Regions from separate parts of the Sus scrofa genome. Here region 1 is linked to region 2. Evidence: chromatin contacts called from public HiChIP or PLAC-seq data. All regions are on one chromosome and are shown on one strand. The core of a region is the stretch at or near the end of the contact, and the rest is flanking DNA. Distances in the headings are between cores, read along the strand shown.

Region 1 (7,455 bases), core at 4,596-7,095, 67 kb before region 2:
CAATATCTAAATGTTTCTGGTGTCACCCAGTAAGAATTATCATATTAGGAAAATCCACCTAAGTCGTGAAGACACAATTTTTTTAAAAAGTGACTGACCACTGATGCATATGAGTGGTCTGAGTACCGTGATCTGGTAGAGTTGGAGGGTCTTCGGCTATGAGTGTAAAATTTCCTGACTGTGGTCCATTTTGTTTTTCCTAACACCTGCGAGTGCCATGACTAATATCACATAGTTTATGGAAGGGTTGATGCCTAAGTGCCATAACTGAACATTATGCCTAGCAGGGTTTATCCACATGGCTTTAAGTGCTGAAACTTGGCTCTAAGATTACAGATTGTCACTTAGGGTTCATTACTATTCCAATAAACACAATTATTGTTGGAATAATTTAGGCTCTAACTTTAGTTACTTTCTATGATGGCATTTAGTAGAACTAAATTTTATAAATCTTCTGAGGAATCAAACTATGTGCTCTCTCTGCATATGTAGAAGCTTCACTCCTTTTTTTTTTTTTTTTTTTTTTGCTTTTTTGCTTTTTTAGGGTTGCAGCCGAGGCACATGGAAGTTCCCAGGCTATGGGCTGAACCAGAGCTACAGCTGCCAGCCTATACCACAACCGCAGCAATAGCAGATCCAAGCTGTGTCTGTGAATTTCACTGCAGCTCACAGCAATGCTGGGTCCTTAACCCACTGATCAAGGCCAGGGATCAAACTCACATCCTCATGGATACTCGTCGGATTCATTACCGCTGAGCCACAACAGGAACTCTGATGCTTAATTCTTAACATGTTTTTTATCAGAGTAGTCTCGCATCCAGAAGAAATATAAAAGAAGATTAATAGCTGAGGTTATTAAAATTCTGTTTTCTTTTGATTCCTTCTTAATGGACTTTAATCCTTTGGGTTCTCATCCAAAGAAATGATGAGTATTCTCCAGAGAGTATAGAAGCCCCACCTTCACAGCTGTCTCAGATGTCAGCACATCAGTAGAGACCCTGAAGAAGCAGCGGAGGTGGGACCCACAAGGTACAAATGCTCCCTGCAAATCAAGACAAGTTACATGGGGAAATTTTCAATCACTCCTGAATGACCTGTATTGCTGTATCTTTCTTGCCATGCTTTCACATTTCTCTTAAAATATAAATGAACTCTCAGAGCCCCTGATGCTGAATTGGAAGCCATCCCTGGGATCACGGTTACCCGTGACAGCAGTGGGACAAAGAGGGAGAGATGGCTTCTAGACCCCATGGTCACCGGGTTTAGAAAGAAAGGAAGGAAGAGCTCCACCCCTGTTAACAAATTCTGTTGAGGAGACTATGAGCAATTTAAGGGGCTCCACATTCACTCACAGTTTTAAAATAAATTTTCAAAATACAAGGCAGTTGTATATTGAGTGCATCAAATCACTTCATGTTTTCTTTCCTGTCATGATCATTCAGAGAGCAGGGGTTCTATTCTCATGGTCCCAAATTTCTTTGAAATACCTAGCATAACAGGGTTAACTGTCTGGAGATTTTCAGCTGTGTCTGGTTTGGAGTGTCACATTTAGGCACAAGTTAGCAAAGGCAGAGGGGTAAAATAATAGATGCAGGGAAGTCTGACGTGATGGACAAGTTAGGGAGAGTTCTCAAAGACTGAAGGCAACAGGGTACTAAAAATACAAGGCTGATTTTGGCTTACTTTCCTCTTATACAGAATGAATGTCTACTAGTACAGTTTGTGCTTATTTATTAACAGAATTATTCACAGCAATTATCTGAGTCCTTAATCAAATTTAGTTTGCTCTTAAATATTCAGGAAGGATTCTTTCTGAATAATGCATAGTTTCTCTTATCCTTTTATTTCTTTTTTTTCCCCCTGAGAGAATATAATGCATCCAAGCGTATTCTTTTTTTTTTTCCCTTGTTCATTTTAGCTTAGTATGTGGTTTCCCTAGGTTTTTTTTTTTTTTTTTCCACATTGCTCACTATCTTCCTTAATCTTTCAATTTTGCCATCGACAAATTCAATGACTTTTCACCTCATCTATCTTCTCGGTTGTTAATAAATATACTGAAGAATAGTGGTCCTAGTATTGATTGATCCTAAAGGAGCTTCCCTATTAATCACTTCAATCTTAAGGCTAGTTATTTTTTTCTTACTCTTTGTGTCTCCCTGTTAACTACTCTTTATTCTATGGTCAGATTTAAAACATTCACACCGTAGTAGTTTTTTATTCCATTCTTAGTACTTCTCATGAATAGTTTTCCCACAGTTCCACAGTTTTCATGTGTCTTAGAGTCTGAACCTCTGCCTGTGTGTCACGAGGGGCTGGATGGGATGACCTCCTTATTCTAACAGGATCTGGTCTATCTTTGTCCCAACTGGAAACCAAACAGGTGCCAGGGTCTGTCACAGAGAAGAATAATTAGCACGTCCATTAACTTGGGTCCTGTTAACACAGCCAGTATTAACTTTAATTACTGGTAGATTTCAGCTGAGCTCTTCTGTCTATAAGTGACCGCTGGTAAATGATAGTATATATGATTTGACATATATCATCCATACTGAGGGCTAATCTGTAGTCAACTTTCACACAACTGCTGAAGGTTCTAAGCTAATGGGTTAAAAATATGTAGGTATGATTGTGATACAAGAACCTGAAGGCATTTTTTCTTGCTGTTTTTGCTAAGTCAAAATATGGGTATTTATAATATAATTAAATATAAATATATTAAAATATTAAGTGTAATGCTTTACCTTTAGTAGTGTTTATTATCTCTAGACTATATCTGTATCTATCTATATCTATATAAGACAAAAGTTAAAACCACTTTTTCCCCATCAGTTCCATTTCTGCCATCATGTGAAGTTATGTTGTCGCCAGATAGTACAGTGGGTTCCTGTCATGGCAACGCTGTGTGTTTTCCCTGCAGAGAGGCTCCTGCCTGCTGAGCCCACATGTAATAATAGGCGCAGATCACAAACCACATTGGCCTGGCTGAGAGACAAAGAGTGTCATAGCTTTACCTCCCCAAGCAGATGCTAGAGATGGCCAGATTCCAAGTTCCTCTTGCTCTTCTCTCTGAAACATAGCATCCTTTTGCCCCATGTATGTTGCAGCTCTGACTTATTAATAGTCTGCAGATTATACTAGCTACTGACAATTTGGGTAGTTATTCAGAATCATCCAACACCCCCTTTCCTGATCTGTTAACTCTCTGACACCTACTGGCCAGGACCTTACAGTTACACTGCTATAAAGTAAATCATGCTTGTTTTTATGTGAAGAATAATAATAAGCATCGTTGTTATCATACTTGTCAGGTACTGAGGCCTATAGGCTAAGTACTTCTATATATTACTTCAGTATTTCTCAGTACTTAAAGTATTGTTTTTCCCATTACTTGAACTTGGGTAGAGTGCGGTGCAGAAAAGCTTAATACCTGGCCCAAAGTCTGAAGGTTAGTCCTTTGTGAGGCTGAGCCTGGAACTCTACCCAGATTGATTCCAAATTTGGATATTCGACATTCCACCAAACCACGAGGGGCTTTTAGGAAAAATCCCCATGCGAATAGGGGAGTTACAACAAGTCACAGAATCCCTTTTCTTCCTTTTTAGAAGTACCATTAGAAAAAGACGTCAGATTTCACAGAAATTGTTCTAAAATAGATCACACACTGTCACTAAACAGAGACTTCTCAGGGGCAACCTGGGGAAACTTGGCCTTTGGAGCTGAGTTACTGACTTCCCATCTGTGTGACCCAGGTAAGGACTTGACCTCTTACAACCTCAGTTTACTTATCTGGGGAACCTGGAAACAATACCAGCCACACTGGGGCCCTGTTCTGACCTGTAGTCAGCTGATGTATTTCAAGCAGCCAGATGACACTAGCAACTACTTTGTGTTATTCTCAGTCTCAGCAACAGTGATTAGTTCCGTTTGCCTTCTGCATCCTTTTGTTCTTGAAAGCAATGTACAGAATGGATTTAAATGTACAAGTGGCAGCACTGGTCAGATTGAAATATATCAACAGTTATGACGTTTGCTGTGAGCCATGTGCAGAGTTGGAGCAACATCAGCCGAAAATGGGCAAGATGCTCCCCTGCGACCCTCCTCTTCCTTGGCGTCCTCCACCCCTTCAGCCTCTGCCACCTGCTCTGCCCCAGAGCCAGCAAAGGGATTTCTTCCCACACATTGGGATCCCCAGGCTAGCTGGTGGATCCCCCAGCTAGTGTATCCAAACACTGCTGGTCCCAGGACCCAGTCTCAGAAGTGGGTCTCTGTAGAGTGAGCGGCAGGGGACCTTGGGTACCTGATCAGAGCCTCAACAGCCATCCAGTTCAAGCCTATGTGTCCAGGTCCAGAGGGTCACATCCTGCTCCCCAAAGAGGGAGATAATGACCATCACTCTTGTCTTTTCATCCAGAAAGTGTACCCTAGGGGAGGCGTGGGGTCCATTCTTGGCATTTCTAGCTATGTGACGTGGGCTAGGTCACTACATCTCATTTTTCATGAAACGGATATAGCAAGATGCACATCACTGTGTTGTGAAGAGAGTAAATGAGCAAGTGTGAAAGCACTGAGTGTGCATTGCTGCCATAACATACCCCTTTTCATCATTCCTGCCCCACCTGATCCACTAAAGATCTTGTGAAGTAGTAAATTGTTATTGTGATGACATCAGCAGCTGTTTTACGGGCTAGGAAATAGTGGCTAAAAGGAATGAAGTGATTTTCCCAGCTTTGGTTCCATGGTGAGTTAACACGGGGATGGTTCACCTGCAGCCCGTTTCCTGCTCCTGGAGGCTATCTGTGCTCTCGCCAGAGCAAGGAGGTCCTCTTGAAGCTACCCTGTGCATTCAGTCATCTGGCACGCTCCACATGCATCTTCCGAGAATGCTGGGTTGCTTTGTGCTGCCCAGGGGGAAGCAGTTCCCTTGCACAGATAGCTGAAAACTCCTGCCATAGATCTCACTTTGGAGCCCTGCACAGTAACCCTTCCCCTGATCACTCGCATAAAAAGTGAGTAACCTGGGAATAATCCCTAGACCTTCTCTTAACTGCTCCATCTCTCTGGCTTACGCTCACTTCCCCATCGTGCACACATGATGCACAATTTCAGTTCACTCACGTTTTGGACTCTGGGTCACTCCAGTGCCTTGGGCACTTAGCTCTCTTTGTTCCCCACCATGCCCACCGTACCTACACCTTCTTTGTGTGCGTGTTCATTTAATTAGTAAATGTTATTTTTTTAGAGTGGTTTTAAGTTCACAGCAAAATGGAGCCGAAAGTACAGAGAGTCCCCATGGACCCTTTTGCCCCCCTGCCACACACCACCTTCTTTTTTTTGAAGCTAAGATGACAATGCGACTTTCCCATTGGGTTCTTTGTACATGAAATGCTACTTCTCAGTTGAACTGCCTGAGCACAATGCAATAAAGAATCCATAACAATAGCTGCAATACTGTGCATTACTATTCTAATCATATATTTTATTGGAAGCCGTATACCTCTTAAAACCAGCATTTCATTTGCCTCCTTTGCCTTATAGAAACCCCACCGCTGTGACAACGGTAGGAGCAAAGCTAATGTTCTTTTCCAAATTCTTGCTTAGATTCAGAGCAAGAAAGAAAATGTGAAAGAAAGAGAAAAATCACACAGTCATTTCCAGCCATTTGTGTTAAAATACAAAGAAAACAAGGCACATTCAAAAATGATGTGCCGGGCAGCCTCCATTAATATTTATTTTGGCATTAATATTGATAAGAAAGTACTTTGTAGCTGGGCTTTGTTGCCTCCCCCAGTGTCCTCCAGCTCTCTGTTCTTCGGGCTGGTGGCCATTAGCTCACATCTCCCTCTGTACCCAGAGCCTCTGAGAGGCTTGGCGGGCCTCCAGCTCACTTACGCTTAAATGGACACTCAAGATCCGACAGACACACAGCTAAATAGAGGCCAATAATTCAATACAGTATGACTGTACTGGGGCTGCTAGTAAATCCATCAAGCAGTAAATATCATCTGAAGCCAATGCAAGCTTTTATCTTTCCAATTTTTTTGTATGTCTGAGCGAAGCCCAGGCATTCAGCGAATCATGTAATTTATTCTGCGGTGCCAAGCCTGGGCTGTCTCAGGCATCATATTGACTTTTTTTTTCCCCATCTGTCAGGGGCAGTCAGCAGCGCTGCTATTGTGGGAGCGCATCACGTTACATCTATTTATTTATTTATTTCTGCTGCTGCTTTGTAGAATGATTGGGCAAGAACGCATTATCTCAGATCAACGAATACTAAGAAAAGCATCTGAACATCATTACGACAGCATGTTAAACATTTGTCCTACCCAGTTTGTTAAATCAGCAAATGTATTTCCGGCAAATGCTTGTAATTGTTCATAAAGGGCTCCCTACTGCAGGGTTTTATTAAGCTGAAAATATGGCCTGTTTTTTTCTTCAGCTCTTTAGGTCATCACTGATGCCTGTATATTGTAAATAATGCTGAACAGCTGTTGTCTTGACCTGCTCTGTGCGTGTGTGTGTGTGTGTGTCTGTGTCTTTCTCCATACAGACACACAACTTGCTGTATCTCTGAATGTTGCACACATATTTTGTGCACATGAGTAGGTCAGTATGGCATAAAGCAATGTATATTGGCAAAGTTAATAGGATGATTAAGTTAATGATTAGGTTGTGGATTCCAATGGTTAGAAAATATCTTTGCATGAACCAATTAAAATTAAGACTGGGAACAAAGCTCTTTTGTTTACTCTTGTTATCTTACTAAAAACTTAAAAAAGTATAAGCCCTAAATTTGAATGTTAGTTCATACTCTCTTGGTCTTGCTTCTATGTAACCTACAAATGGAGAAGAGAGGCAAGAGGGAGAAGGATGTTCCCAAAGTCCTTCCTTCACAATGGGATCTGAGACCACTAAGGACAGACACAGCCAGTGGCACATAGAATGACTGGTACTCACATTCCAAGTACAGCCTGCTTCCCTGAGGACCTTTTCCTAAGCCCTCCAGCCCTTTCTCTAAAGCCAGTTATTCTGCTTCTGAGATTCAGTTTGACTCTCAGTTGATTCTACTTAGGTTTGATTAATGTCCAACTCTGGGAGCACATATCACAGAAACGTATTTTAAAAGTAAGTGTCTTGATCTTCTTAAAGTAAATACACATTATAAATACACTTTCTAGAAGCATCAGTGCAGAGTATGCGAATGGAGCCGTGCCTTAGAACTAGTTTTGTTTGCCCAACTTCTCCTTAAACATGTTCGAAGAAGAACAGATAGTTTTATATATGACCAGAAGTGAGGCAATTCATATTTTTAAAAGAGGCAGAATCAACATTGTTTTGAGAACCTGCTTCCTCCATATGTATTATCAGATTAAAAAAAGTAACATCCCATACCTCTGGAAGCCTTCACATTCTTTGAAAAAAATACTTGTAGCTTGTACTTGAAAGAAAATATCTCCC
Region 2 (6,500 bases), core at 782-3,281:
TGTGGCTGGATAATTTTCCATTATGTATATGTATAACATCTTAATCCATTCATCTGTCAGTGGACTTTTAGGTTGTTTCCTTGTCTTGGAAATAGTGTTGCAATGAATATAGGGGTACGTGTATCTTTTTGAATGAAAGTTTTGCCTGGTATATGCCCAGGAGTGGGACTGCTTGATCATGTAGTAGTTCTAGATTTAGTTTTCTGAGGAACATCCATACTGTTTTCCAAAGTGGTTATACCACTTTACATTCCCACCAACAGTGTAGGAAGGTTCTCTTAGCTCCACACCCTCTCTAGCATTTGTTATTTGTAGACTTGTCAATGGTGCCCATTCTAATGGGTTTGAGGTAGTACCTCATTGCAATTTTGATTTTCATGTCTCTAATAATTAGTGATGTTGAGCATTTTTTCATGTGCCTGTTGGCCATCTGTATATCTTCTTTGGAGAAATGTCTATTTAGATCTTCTGCCCATTTTTAAATTGGTCTTTTTTTTTTTCTGTTGAGTTATATGAGTTGTTTGTATGTTTTGGAGATTAGGCCTAAAGGGCTGCTTTTGAGAAATAGACTCATTTCTGGTTTTCTAACTGTAGTGGGTTGAATAGTGTCCCCACTCACAAATTCATGTCCACCAGGAACCTCAGAATGTTATCTTATTTGAAAATGGTATCTTTTAGATGGGATTATTTAAGGGTCTGAAGATGAAATCATTCAGGATTTAGGTGTGCTCTAAATCCAGTGGCTGGCATCCTTGTGAGAGAGGAGAGGAGTCAGAAACAACTATAGGAAGAGGACCATGTGAAGAGAGGCAGAGATTGTGGTTATGCTTGGCCACCAGCCACAGAATACCAGGAGCCATCAGGAGTTAGAAGAGGCAGGGGAAGGGCTCTCTCCTGTAGCCTATGGAGGGAGCCTGGCCCTGCCCACATCTTGATTTTGGAACTCTGGGGTCCAGCATTGTGAGAAATAAATTCCTATTGTTTTAAGACACCAAATATTTGGCAATTGGTTATGGCACCCATTGGAAACGAATGCCCTTGTGAACCTCTGAGTATGGGAAAGTGGGAAGAAGGTTAAAAACTCTACGAGATGACTTTGCTTGAGAGGGGGGAGAGTTCATGTCAAACTTCATTGGCATTGAGATCACAAAGAACAGGGCTGTTGCCCATGTAAGTTCCACCTCATGCCTTTAATGCTAATTAATCAGATGCTGACAAGCCTTGTATGTTATCGGCTGGCCCTTCCCTGTCAGGCAAAGCAGAGCTTTGCTGAGCTTTTTGCACTTTTTTTCAGAAGGGGAAGGGACTGAAAAATAGGGAGCATGATGATTTTCCTATGGATATTCTGCAGTATGCTCTGGCACCCTGACAATTTGGCCATCTGCTTCATGGAGGTAGTCCAGCACCATCAAAGAGACAATATAATTTCTGTCACTTCTTAGAAAAGCATCCTTGTAACACCACAGTCATTTAGTGGCTTCATTGTGTAGCAGTGTAAATGGTCTCTACTAGGGTCACCATGCATCCCGTTTTGCCTCGGACGGTCCCAATTTATGAGTGTTGTCCCAGCCTAATTAATTATAGTCCTTCCCCTTTCACTTTGAAAAGTGCCCCTGTTTGGATGATAAATGATATGATAACCTCAGTTATGACACAATTCCTTATAATTTTTTTTACAAAAAAAAAACCCTCTTAAACTTTGCAAATTGATTTACTTTCCTTTTTTTTGCCAACCCCACAAGATTACTTAGTTACAGTGTTTTAGAAACATAGATGGATTTTTTTTTTTTAAGGGAATTTTGCTCAGGAATGAGCAAAGGAAAGTTTGTAATTGATTCGTTTCCTAAAGACTGGTTGGCTCAGGCTACCTCATCCCTCTCCCCAGGCCAATGCCCCCCCCCCATGCCCCACCCCCACCCCTGTTCCTTCCCTCCCTGCTTTTCTACTTTGGCCAGCACAGCCATGCTTCTCTCCAGTGAAAGGAATTTGGCAACTTTAGCAGTGTGACCAACTGCATACAGCCATGTCTGCAAAGCAGGTGGAAGCTGGCATTCTGCCCAAGCCTGGCCAGACAGCTTCATAAATCCTGCCCTTACCGCAGCCCTGAATTACTTTTCATGACACAAAGCCAAGCTGTGTTATTCACCTAATGCCCCGATTTACAGTTCCCAAGACAAAAGAACATACAGATAGAGTTTCAGGGCTCTGTTTGCCTTCCCGTTTATCTAAAAGGTTAGTTTCAGGTCAAGCTCAAGAAACCTGACAAATGGTGGTGAATAAACCTAAAAATAAATTAAGTGCAAGTGGGAAACTTAAGCATTCCTTGTGCTTATGCCAAAAGAAAACTCAGCCCAATTTACATTCTTTTAATATCTGAAACAAGCAGCTGTTCTCTTATTTGTGCCGTATGACTGATTATGCTTCCCATCAGCTTGTGTGCATGTGCCTGCATGTGCTTATACATAAGGCACATGTGTACACACACACACACACATATACACACGTCTGTAGAGTCCCTGTTTAGGCATTTGTTCTTGTGTCTTCAGGGGGTTAATGGAAGACTTAATTAGTTGCACTTTGAGAAAAGTACTCATCTGAAGCAATGTCTTGGTGGCCCCAGAATGCCACCCTATGTCCTGTCAAGCCCAGGAATACTAGGACTTCAAGTCAGAAATCTCATCACCCTAAAAACAAGAAAATCAGCCCTAGGAGTGCAGGTACTTGGACAAAGAGAAGAGTTGTTGTATCATATTCATGGGAACAAAGGCCAAGCTGTTCATTCTTGCAGAGGCTTGGGACTGTGGCATGCTGGAGGCACGTTGTATCTTCCATGAATGCCTAGTATGCCCATTAGTTTCTTGCTTTGGTTTTGCTTTTAAATGTATTTCTTCCATGAATGCCTAGTATGCCCATTAGTTTCTTGCTTTGGTTTTGCTTTTAAAATGTATGTATTTTTTAAATAGAAATACATTTTTAATCAGCTGTGTCTGCTCTTAGTCTCTTTCTACCTCCCACCTTCTTTCAACCCCATTCTCGGGAGGCAGTCCGATGATAAGATAATGAGAAATGGGATGGTCTAATTAACAGAATAGCCTCAATTCAGTGCTTTCTCTTAGTAGGGCTAATGATTTTATGAAAGTAGATGGAGGCTTGGCAATGAGTGGGTCTCTCATTGGCCAAGAGAACCACCAATTGAAAATGGCTCTGCAGAAGCCCTCAGGGTGCCAGACGTCTACTGGAAAGATGTCTACCCTGACAGGCTGCTGGAATAGCATGTAATTCCCCAGGCCTGGGTTAGAGGCGTTTCTTTGGAAAAAAGTAGACCACATAATTCTGCTTTCCCACTTCAAAAAACTTCATCTACCCTTGAGATTTCTTCTACTGCTGTGATGTAAATTTTTCCTCCTCCCATTCTCCTTTCCTACCTACCCATGCCTAATTTGTCTATTCGTGGTGTTGGGATATAGATATCACTAAGGGATATAAGATGTTTTTAGAGAATAGACACATTGATCCCATCCAGATTTCACAGAGAGTTTGTAGATTCCAGCTGGCCCTGTTAGCAAGTATTAGAATAAGTGCAAAGTGTTTTCTAAAGACCAAGACAGGAAACCCACCACTGTCGAGACTCTGCATGGAAATAGGAAGTATAGCAGATGACTGTATTTCAGTGACTGGTTTGACAAATTTGCCATGTGGTTCCTAGACGGTAGTGCATGGACATTTGGGGTAAAAAATGTCTTGTTGAGTGGCTCGGGGGACAGACCCGCTCCATGGCACTGTTAGCAGCCACATTTGTTTTGACATCCTCTCAGCTCTCACCCTTCCCACATGTGCTACTAGGGTCCTACTGCAAGCTTTCCCCCCAAGAGATCTCTTCATCCACAAACACAAAAGGCCAGAAATATGGGGATTTCATTCCCCCAGGAGCAGCCCTCGGCCAGTGACACAGGGGAGTTGGAGGATGGGTGCCCCAGTGGGGACAATCTCAATGGGTTTTGCACAAACCCCAAACATTCCACAATGGGATGGCATCCCCATTTCCCACAGGGGCCGCTCTTCTCACTAGTGCAGCACTGAATGGCTTCTTGCCTTCTCATCTCATTTTCCCTCTCCACTTCACATGCTTCCCACATCCTCTCACAAATAAAGTTCTTATATTCAAACCCTTGTTTGGGGTCACCTTCTTGAGGATCCAACCTAAGAAAGCCCAGTATGAAGATATTTCTAAAAAAGCAAGGTGAGACCATGGTAACTATGGGACTTATGTATGAAGAACAGTCTCCAAAAGGAACTTGAAAACTACATAGAGGATGTGGCCCCAGAGTACCTGAGTAGATGGATGGGGGTTATAGAATATCAGCTTCCATGTCCAAGTATACTTGTGAAAAGGGCAATGTGTGCGTAGGCAGGTGCACATGTGCAAGCAAGGGGGGAGGCAGATGGTGCGGAGAAACTAGGTGAGGATTTCTAGTCTTTCATTATTAGGATTATGACTGGGAAGACAAAGCATCGCTTTGAGATTTGTCTGTGTGTTTGAAAAGGCGGTTGAATGTTATTAATGTGTTCCAGGAAGTACTGAACACCAACTTGAAGCTTTTATCAGCTTTTCTTTGCTCTAATTTCTAAAGCAGAAATGCCTTCCCTCCAAATACTCTATTACAGGAACATATGAAATTAATGAAACATATCATTACTTTTACAATGGCCAAATTGTAGATTTGTCACAGTACAGAGACAGAAACTCATTAAGTCATTGTGCTTCTGCTTCACATTTTATAGTGTATTAAAAGAAAAAGAAATTTCCAAACCTACCAAACCTTCTTTTTTCCTATTGTCTCTCTGAAACTTCTTTTATAGTTCAAGATGCAAATCATCTGACTTATCTCTTTATGCCTGTAGTATTGGTGGAACAGAAATTAAGAATATGTGTGGCTGAAAATGAGATTCTCAATTTGGGGTTGTGAATTTCATGGTTTATTTGAAAACTAGGATAGAGTTGACAAGCCTTGCATTCTTTGAGCAGATGGGGAGGACAGCAGCATTTTTCTCTATCAGCCCGTCAGAGCTCTTCCCTCATATCTTTCAGGGAAACTGAATTATTTATCCCATTGGGTTTGGGCATTTTAGCGAATGTCAGCACAGTTGCCGTGTGGAGCCAAGCTGATGGCTCAGTTACCCTCTGTATTATATTGAACAATGCTGCATCTTTTGAGTGGATGCTGTGACTGTAGCGAAGAGTGATATGAGAAACCAGGTGTAAATCATGCTAATACTGGTCAGTTCTCCTTCAAGACTCTGTCCCTCCACTGAACTGTAATCAAACTCTTTGAAAGAATAAGAAAATTCTCTCAAACCAATGCAGACCAATGCTTCTTCATTGCCTTCTAATTTCAAAGTCACTTTGCATTTTAAAAAGTATTAGACAGTAACAGTTTGACATGACTTATTTTTAAATAGCTGAAAACTTTTTTCACTTTGGAAATAAAGCAAACAAAATTTTTCATCAGGCACTTGACCAAAAAAATTTCCTTATGACCTTGATCATGGAGCTTTGTCCTTCTTGTCTTATTTTGGAAAGTCATCTAGGAAAGGATTGTTGAGGGAGAAAAATAGATTTCCTTTGGTACTATTCCACATTTTCCTGGGTATCCTTCAGTTACTCTTTGTATCAATCAGGGTTAGAGAAAGAGAGAGATTGATCGTTTGATTTTAAGAAATTTACTGACAAGTTCAAAATCTGTACAGGCCAAATGGAAACTCAGGCAGAATTTCTGTGGTATGGTCTTGAGGCAGAATTCTTTCTTCTCTGTTTTTTTCTCTGAAGGCCTTCAACTGATTGGATGGGGGCCATCCACACACATTCTGGAGGATAATCTGCTTTACTTAATTTCAACTGATTGTGAGTATTAATCACATCTCCAAAATACCTTCACAGCATCATCTTGACTAGTATTTGCTTAAGCACTAGTCATCATAGCCTAAGCAAGTGGGACCTATAAAATTTAACATCATACCCTTCAAAATCAAACCATTGCCTTTATGTTTCATGTTGTCTTGGAAGAATGTGGTATTTGAGTGAAAGAGACTAGATTTGAAATCCAGCTCTGCTACTTACTTAAATCCAGCTCTTTGAGCAAGTATAAATTTTTCACTCAGTCTTAGTTTTCTAGATTATAAAATCATGCACATCAATTAAGATTACTTCTTTTGCAAGGTACAGAAAACCCAACCCAATCAGACTCAAGAGAAGAAAGGGGCAATGAACTGGCTCAAGTAACTAAAATTTTGAGGTGTTGACATAAATTCAAGATTCAGATTGATCCAGAGCCCAAACCATATCAGGGAGACTTGGTTAATCTCCTTTTTCTCTTTCTTCTATCTCAGCATCCTTTGCCCTATTTTGGTTCCATTCCCATAAGGCTTCCCTCTTATGGTGGAAAGCCATTTCTAGAAGCTTCAGTCTACAATTTTTTTTTAGGTTTAAAATCAGTTGATGA

Evidence for each region. HiChIP or PLAC-seq counts read pairs in DNA pulled down with a chosen protein or histone mark.
Region 1: a contact with region 2 is called in an H3K27ac HiChIP or PLAC-seq map of skeletal muscle, with 2.4 times the contacts expected there. The contact joins two enhancer-like sites. A contact is called at or near these places in 3 of 47 Hi-C or Micro-C datasets (embryonic fibroblasts and psoas muscle) and 1 of 2 datasets of contacts at active chromatin or transcription factors (skeletal muscle).

The regions. Positions count from the first base shown.
Region 1 is chr2:127,587,376-127,594,830 of Sscrofa11.1, reverse strand. No RefSeq gene overlaps it. Among named protein-coding and RNA genes, the nearest start is that of ZNF608, 570 kb to the left of the region's middle. Within about 2 kb of position 5,845, at least 15 of the 83 cell types and tissues checked have an H3K27ac peak or open chromatin away from gene starts, as enhancers often do. A contact at or near this core is called in skeletal muscle, where this site is marked.
Region 2 is chr2:127,517,587-127,524,086 of Sscrofa11.1, reverse strand. No RefSeq gene overlaps it. Among named protein-coding and RNA genes, the nearest start is that of CSNK1G3, 510 kb to the right of the region's middle. Within about 2 kb of position 2,031, at least 16 of the 83 cell types and tissues checked have an H3K27ac peak or open chromatin away from gene starts, as enhancers often do. A contact at or near this core is called in skeletal muscle, where this site is marked.